2 separate regions of the Mus musculus genome follow, and region 2 is linked to region 1. Evidence: chromatin contacts called from public HiChIP or PLAC-seq data. All regions are on one chromosome and are shown on one strand. The core of a region is the stretch at or near the end of the contact, and the rest is flanking DNA. Distances in the headings are between cores, read along the strand shown. Region 1 overlaps Arap1 (ArfGAP with RhoGAP domain, ankyrin repeat and PH domain 1). Region 2 overlaps Arhgef17 (Rho guanine nucleotide exchange factor (GEF) 17).

The links. HiChIP or PLAC-seq counts read pairs in DNA pulled down with a chosen protein or histone mark.
Region 2: an H3K4me3 HiChIP or PLAC-seq map of bone marrow-derived macrophages shows a contact between it and region 1, with 4 times the contacts expected there. The contact joins two enhancer-like sites. A contact is called at or near these places in 2 of 39 promoter capture datasets (embryonic stem cells and liver), 1 of 484 Hi-C or Micro-C datasets (nephron progenitors), 7 of 115 datasets of contacts at active chromatin or transcription factors (SST interneurons, acute myeloid leukemia, bone marrow-derived dendritic cells and 4 more) and 1 of 9 other capture datasets (embryonic stem cells).

Annotation. Positions count from the first base shown.
Region 1 is chr7:101,387,745-101,391,612 of GRCm38.p6, reverse strand. It overlaps Arap1 (ArfGAP with RhoGAP domain, ankyrin repeat and PH domain 1), which reads right to left. Exons shown (of 34, transcript NM_001040111.1): 10 at 3,424-3,626; 11 at 2,893-2,999; 12 at 1,350-1,549. Among named protein-coding and RNA genes, the nearest start is that of Gm35219, 35 kb to the right of the region's middle. Within about 2 kb of position 2,117, at least 12 of the 459 cell types and tissues checked have an H3K27ac peak or open chromatin away from gene starts, as enhancers often do. A contact at or near this core is called in bone marrow-derived macrophages, where this site is marked.
Region 2 is chr7:100,885,119-100,888,986 of GRCm38.p6, reverse strand. Arhgef17 (Rho guanine nucleotide exchange factor (GEF) 17) reads left to right here. Exons shown (of 21, transcript NM_001081116.1): 3 at 3,128-3,310. Among named protein-coding and RNA genes, the nearest start is that of Mir3102, 4.6 kb to the right of the region's middle. Within about 2 kb of position 2,251, at least 2 of the 459 cell types and tissues checked have an H3K27ac peak or open chromatin away from gene starts, as enhancers often do. A contact at or near this core is called in bone marrow-derived macrophages, where this site is marked.

The DNA of each region.
Region 1 (3,868 bases), core at 868-3,367:
AGCTGTTCCAGTGTAGATATAAATACCTTATCTCTCCCCTGTCATCTTCAACTTCCTGCCTCAACTCTCTTCCCAACCTCCCTACCTCCATGGCCATGCCTTCCTGTCATTCAGGTCTCAGCTGACATGTCACCTCCTCAGAGAAAATGTCCCAAACAAACAGCACTTTCTCTTCCCACCTCTCATCATTCCATTTTGATAGGCTCCTGTGTTATTTTTGCTGTTCCCGTTGCAATGCAACTGCATAAGAACAGGATCCTGACCACCTGGCTTTAGGTTTCATCCTCAGAGCCCAGAACAAGCATTTAATAAAGGTCACTGGAAGGAAAGGAAAGGCTAAGGTTGGAGACAGAGGATGAAGCTTGCTCAGCCACAGGTCCCAGCAGGGACCCCATGACTAGAGAAGGGAGCTAGAGACACAAGGAACACCCGCCACTGCCTGACTGAAGCCCTGGCCCTGCATTCATGCACCCATCTTCCACAGAGAGCCACAGTCGTCCTGTGTTAGCTCTGAGAGTTGACACTTTCCTTATCTGGTCGCCGGTGAAGCTGCCACTTGTCTGCACACACCTCATGGCCCCAGAGCCTGACATCTGCCTTAGAGTCCCACAGGCCCAGGGGTTATTCTCCAAGCTCAGTGACTCACTCAGATCTGTCCTTTCCCCTGGATTCCCACATCAAATCCCACCTCTCCCCTGCGGCCGTGCAAACCACCACCTGCGCACTGTCAGCTCTCAGATAATCGAATGCCCAGCCTGCAGTCAGCAGATGGCACATGCTGGGCCCTTAGGGCTTGAGTCAATAGATGACTGCACCTTGGGCCCCATGGTTTTCCATTCCCATGCTCCTCAGCCATGTTACCATGGAGGCTTTCATATGTGTGACTTTCAGACCATCTGGAAGGTTCAGTGCTTCCACTCCCATTCCTGGATGGGAGTCTCCAATCCCAGCTTCTGCCCATAAGCCAGAGTCTGGCCCACAGCGCTGAGTATGTCCCTGGGTCCCTTGTCTTATATCCCCTCTGGACAAAACACTGGCTCTTCTCTCAGCATGAAGAGCCCTGGTGGGCCTGGCCTCCTGCATGGTTCTGATGTGACAGGGACATCAGATTCCAACAGCCTGGGCTCTGATCTGAGCTCACTTACTTGCCAGATAGCCCTGAATAAAATGCATTTTCCCTCTTTGTGTGTCCCCATCCCTGTGGAGAGAGTATAACCATGAATTGAGGACCTAAGGTTCTCCCAAGAGAACAGCCAATAATGCTGACACACCGTTAGATATAAGGGCTGTAGGATCTGCCCAGCAGACTGCCTGCTGCCCAACGGCCAACCTGCTGCACACATACCCACCTGCACAGCGCTTGCAGATGACAACGCAGAGGTTGATGGAGGCCCAGTCAGGCTGGGCGGCCCCACAGTCGGCACAGAACCTGTTGGGGGCTGCGGCCCAGATGCGCTCAGCCACCTCTGAGGTAGATAGGGCCTCTGCGATGGCTCCCTGCATGGCCTCCAGCCACTGTTCCTTCTCTAACTCTGAATCAGCCGAGAAGCTAGGGACACATAAGTAGAACCGGTGGGAAAGGGTTTGGAGGGATTTGAGGGTCGGGAGGAGGTGTCATCCTAAGACTGTTGGGAAACAACCAACAAAGGGAGCAAGAAAACTAGAGAGAAAACAGACTGGCAGAGGAGATGATGAGAGACAGGCAGGGACAGGCCTGAGAGGCAGAGCAGGCACAGGGCACCCTTAGGACAGTGGGGCACCAGTCAAGGGTATATACAGACGGAAGAGAGAGAGTATAAAGGTGTGTGCCATCTCCACCCTCAACCTCCTTACTCCATCCCGGAAAGAAGTCCATTAGTGAGCACCCAGTGTAGCAGCACATGCCTTTAACAGCACTCAGCAGCAGAGGCAGAAAGACTCTTCAAGTGGGAAGCTCCATCTAGACAGCAAATGCAGAATTGTCTTCCTTCCTACAAAACTCCCCTGGCTCTTTGTCTGCTGCTGTCACCACCAACTGCAAGTCACATGGGAGTGACCAAGAGGTAACGGCCATGAGTAAGAGAGGGGCTGAAGATGGCCTCCACCAGGACAGCCAGGAGAGGAACTCGAAAGCTGCCAGGGCCTCAGATAAGCAACAAGCACGCTCACCCCGCTGCAGTAAACCCGTGGTCCCAAGCGGTGGAAGCCCTTTCTGCTGAACCTCTATCAGCCTCCTTCAAGTTGGTGACAATGACAGTAATCAGGAAGCACAGTGGCTTCTGCAGCTGACAGAAAGGGAAACCCTAAAGTGTCTGGCTGCAGCATTTGTGGTCACTAAGGACTATGGCAAAGAACTATAGGGCCAAAGTCATAGGATATTTCGAATGGGAGGATGGACAAACACCCACTTAGCTCTTGAGATCAAAGGTCACTACCCTGATATAAGTATGGATAGAGTGAAGGCCCTGAGACTGGCAACCAGAGTACTGAGACGGAGACCAGAGGGCCTGAATGGCGACAGACACAGAGAAGAAACAGACAAGGCAGAGTGCAAAGGAGGTAAACTGTGTCAAGCCACATGAGGCAGAGAAGGGCCATGGGGAGATGTTCAAGGGACAACAGGCCCACGTGCTTTGAGCACAAGCAAGTTCTGCTGGAGAACCCACAGCTCGGAGTCGGGGATGGCAGGGTGGCACTGCAGACGTTCCCTGGGTCCCAGGCCATGGAGGGTTGCAGGTGCTGGTGGGACACCTCATAAACAGCGTGGTGGGCAAAGAGAACAGAGCTGGCCAGAACAGATGGAGAGGGATGAAGACGTCTGGCAGACTAAGGCAGGTGGGTGAGCAATGGAAGGGAGAAAAAAATACCAAGAGGATTGACTGCCCATGAGCTGAAGGTGGAGCAGGGGCTCACCTGAAGATGCGGTAGGGGGTAGTGAGGTCAAAGCTGCGCCGATCCACTTCCTTGACATTGCCCACATTCATGTCGATAAAGGTGATACCAATGCCCAGATGGAATTCCTGATGGGTGGGTGGGAAGGGAGGAAGGCAAAGGCTGACAACAGGGCTTCAGGTGCAGGACAAGGGATAGGGAAGTCGTCCCTAGGGAGTGGAAAGAGCCTAAGAAGGAGGAAGGGCGGGAATCTGAGCCAGGACAGCAGTCTGGACTAGAGCAACGGGGATGACAGTAGGGGAGGCATAGGAGTGAGTGAAACAGGACGTGGGGGGGGGGTGCTGTTCAGGGACAGGATGGAGATGAGGCACAGGCAGGCAGGAGAGAAGAGGGGAGATGCTGTCCCAGTGCAGAAAAGGCTGGAAGGGAAAGTACTGGACTTAGATCCTAAGCAGGACCAGGGAGAGACCAGGTGGACAGGAGCAGGGCAGGTAAGAGGACGGATGAGTACGGGACAGGGAGACCTCAGTGGCCTGGTAGAGCCCTTCATACCTCCAGATTCTTATAGAGCTGTACTTTGTCCCCAGTCACAGCCACGTAAAGCTTATTCTTGAAGCCTCGTAGCTCCAGGCTGCCAGCACGGTCAGGCTGCTCGGAGCCTCGGACTCCCAACACAGAAGCACTAGAAAGCCGAAAACGGGCTCGATGCTCAACTACTGCCTGCTGCAGGGCCTGCATCCACTCGTTCCGCTCCACTGCAAAAGGGTGAAGGTAACACATGAACTCAGCCCCTGGCGCCTCCTGGCTCTAGGGGGCTCAGAGGTCACCTCTGCTAGGAATCCTACTGGTGTGGTCTGTCCCATCGCTAGACTTCTCTGTCTTGGACAACCTAGGCTACAATGCCACAATGCTTACAATGCCACCTACTGTGGCCTACACTGGGCAAGTCACCCCAACTGTTGGAAACTGTATCCCTTGTGCACACTGATGTGTGCCT
Region 2 (3,868 bases), core at 1,002-3,501, 500 kb after region 1:
TGCTGCGGTGTGTGAGGTATATGGGTAGTACTCCACTAGAAAAGGAGGGTGATTCCAACACACGCTACGGCACTGATGAACCTGGACAACACAGTGCTAAGTGAAGGGAGCGCTCACAACCAACCAGTACTGGATGGCGTGTGCTCCAAGGTGCTCGAAGTAGTCACACCTTCAAAGATAGAAGGTTGGGTGGTGGTAGCACCGTCCCGGGGAGGCTGGGGCTGGGGAAGGGTGATGTGGGGAGTTAGTCTTCAGTGGTCCAGAGTTTCCAGCTGGAAGGTGAAGTTGGCATTTACACAACAGTATGAATGTATGTGTGCTAAGCTGAATACTTGAAACCGATTAAAGAGGGGCTAGGAGTGTAACTCAGAAAAGTGCTTATCTAGCATGCAAGAAACCCTGGGTGTGATTTCCAGGCCTGCATAAACCAGGTTTGGTGGTGCACACCTGTAATCCCAGCACTCAAGAGGAAGAGGCAAGAGGATCAAAAATACAGGGTCATCTCTGACTGATAGATAATCCAAGGGAGTTCATGAGGACCTGTTTCAAAACCATAAAAGAAACTAGTTAAAGTGACAAATTATATAAGAAATACATTGCCTCTGGTTTTATCAAAATATCCAACGAGCTAAGAACATAGAACTAGGACTTCCCTGTCGTATGGGCTCGAGGAATGTGAGTCTGGGTTTGGGGTGCCCTGCAGAGATCTGAGGGGTGGGTAGGATTTTAGCAGAGAGCCTTGTTGAGGGGAACAGGCAGAGGACACAACCGAAGCAAAGACCAGGACAGTGGAAAAGCCACCATCATCCCCCAGAAGTGGCTGGTGTGGTTGCCAAGGAGAAAGGAAAGAAGCTCGGCAAGGGCTAGGGGACCCCAAGATGTGAGACAAGAAGAGAGTCATGCAAGGACCCATGGCCATCCTCTGGTGAGCTGGAGGCAGTACAATCAGACAGGCAGGCAGGCACGCACGCAGGCAGGCTTTAAGTTGCTTGTCCCCTACTGGGGACGGGAGTTTGAGTCTCTTCACTTCTCTAAGCCTCGGTTTCGCCTGCAAAATGAGGCTGTTCATGGATTTTCCCGAAGTGAAGATGGAAAGCTGGTGCTGCCTCTCATGGCTGTCAACAGGGAGTGGGGACCGTGGAATGCAGAGCAGGTGGGCCTGGAACCAGGATCGTCTGGGCTCCAGGAGGCAAGCAGGCCTGGAGTTGAAGGCACTAAATTGAGATTTCTGGGTGGAAGGGAGGTGGAGGTGAGCAGGAGAGTATTACCTGAACCCAAGGGCTGGGGCTTCCAGGAGCATGGACGGAAGATTGGTCCCTCCAGAGTTCTGGAGCCTGGCTCTAGTGCTCAAATTTTGCTGCACTTCTTGGTCAGCTGTGTAACCTGGAACAGATGGTGGACCCCGTTGTGCCTCTCCTGCCCCGGCTGTAGAGTGGCAATCATGATAGCACCTGTTCCAAATGCATATCTTATGAAAGATGGGTGTAGCATCTCACATACTGCCTGTACGTGTGTTCATATGTATTTTGGGGTGTGTGTGTGTTGTGTGTGTGTGTGCAAGCTCAGATAAAAACAAACAAAATAACAAAGGAATCCCTTACCAAGGTCAGCAGCCAGAAGGAGGTGGGATCTGAACCCAGGCCATAACTCTATATACACCCTTGGCCTGGGTTTCACCCCCATCCTTGAGTTCTGTCTTGAACCCCAATATTTTCAACTAAGACACTGCCCTTTTTTAAAGCAGCCTTTCTCCCCTTGGCCCCCTACGCCCTCTACTCCCTGCTTCCAGAGTTCTTACTCCCTTCTGGTGTACTGTGGAATAGCTTGTTTATTTCTTCCATGGCTTATGTACTCCCTGCTCAGCTTCTGACTCTTCTGGTGTGGGGTTTCGTGGCTCCTGTGATGTGCCTGCTCCTCTGCGGTGTGACCCAGAAGTAAATGGTGTCACTTTTGCTCTGGGAGGAACCACAGATCCTGACATGTCCTGGTTCTGGCTAGTACCGGCCAGAGAGTCCTATATAAGGAGGCCAGCTGCTAGCTACTCAAGTCACCCTGCGCCTTTTCAGACTCTTCAGCCAGCCAAGAGTATTCTGTTCAGCTTTGACTTTTTCAAGTTTGTTTTACAAAACAAGCCAGATTTTTTAAAATGTTTAATATAAATGTTATTTTATAAATGTAACATCACATATGTCTTTCAGGAAACCTCTTCATTTTTTGGCTTGCAGTTGCATCATGGGCCAGTAGAGGGCGATCTCACCATGAAAACGCCAGTGGAGGGGCATGGCTGTTCATGCTTAGGAAACACCACTAAATGTACATTTGTGGTGAAAAACAGAAATTTTAGGCACAGACTTTCTTTAGTACAGGCCTCCAGTCATTTCAGAATTAGCTTCCAGTGCCCTGCCTACCACTGCTTTATCCTAAATCCCAAGGCTTTCTCATGGTGAAGCCAGGGTTTGTTGTAGAGTAGGTAGCATGCCATAATTTAATCAGCATCAGGGTTTTTTCCCTAGATGGTAACTTAAAATAACAGTGTATCTTAGATTTGGTGAAATGTGCTTTTGTTTTTTGTGTTTCTTTTGACTAGATGTAAGCTCTGTTAGATCTTTTCATTGGCTAGTTTTTTGAGAGAAGGTCTCACCATGTAGCCCAGGCTGGCCTTGAACTTGTGGTGATCCTCCTGCCTCAGTCTCCTGATCCTGAGACTATAGGTGTATACCATTGTGTTTATCTTTTTGGTTCTTATTCACTGTTGTCTTCTCCCTCTTAAAACCGTGCCTGGCAAACTCAATCAATATTATCAGTGAGGTGGTGCTGACTCCTGGAAAGCGCCCCACTCTCCCCGTCTTCTTGCTTTCCTCTCTCCACGATCTTTTCGTGACTCCATCATGCTCCCTCTGTGCTCCTTCTCGTCCTCTGACAGAGCCCTGAGCTGGGCATGTAGTAGGTAGCATTTGGGCGACAGAGTCTTCCTCCCACTGCTGAGCTCCTGGTCTAACCAGGGAGGTGCAGTGGCAAGTCACTGAGCTGCAGGCCCGGGTGATTCCCTGTGCAGATCTGTGCCGACCGGTGCAGGTAAGGCGAGGGTAGCACTGGAGGAGATGGGCTGACCCTGTGCATCCTGCAGGGCTACATGCAGCCACTGAAGCAGCCGGAGAACTCCTTGCTGTGCGACCCGTCTCTGGTGGACGAGATCTTCGACCAGATCCCCGAGCTCCTGGAGCACCATGAGCAGTTCCTGGAGCAGGTGCGGCACTGCGTGCAAACGTGGCACGCCCAGCAGAAGGTGGGAGCCCTGCTCGTCCAGTCGGTGAGTGTCCCTGCCTCGGAGGCTGCAGCCGTAGACCTTGACTGGAACCGGGACAGGGGAGCTGGCACTGCTGCTGACCTGGACCTCATGCTCAGATGGGTGTGACATTGATGCTCGCCGCGGTCTGGCTCCTTTTTTAATAACTGTGGTTCATACTGTCCGGCGCTTTTTGCATGCTGGGCATTATCCTGCATAGTATATATCCTAGGGCCCTGGCCTCTCATGTCACCTGCCACGCTCCTCCTCCTAGGAGCCACAGCATCCCGTGAGCCCCTCACAGTCCTTCCGTGGTAGCTCCGAATTCCAGAAGAGCCACAAAAGCAAAGTTTAAAACAAAAACAGAACAGAACAAAACAAAAAACAAAACAAACAAACAAAGCTGAGTGGTGGTGATACGTGTCTTTAATTCCAGCACTCTGGAGGCAGAGGCAGATGCATCTTTGTGAGTTCAAGGCCAGCCTGGTCTATAGGAGTTCTAAGACAGCAAGGGCTACACAGAGAAACTCTGTCTCAAGCAAACAAAACATTTCATTTTATTAAACTCCTGCAAACATAATG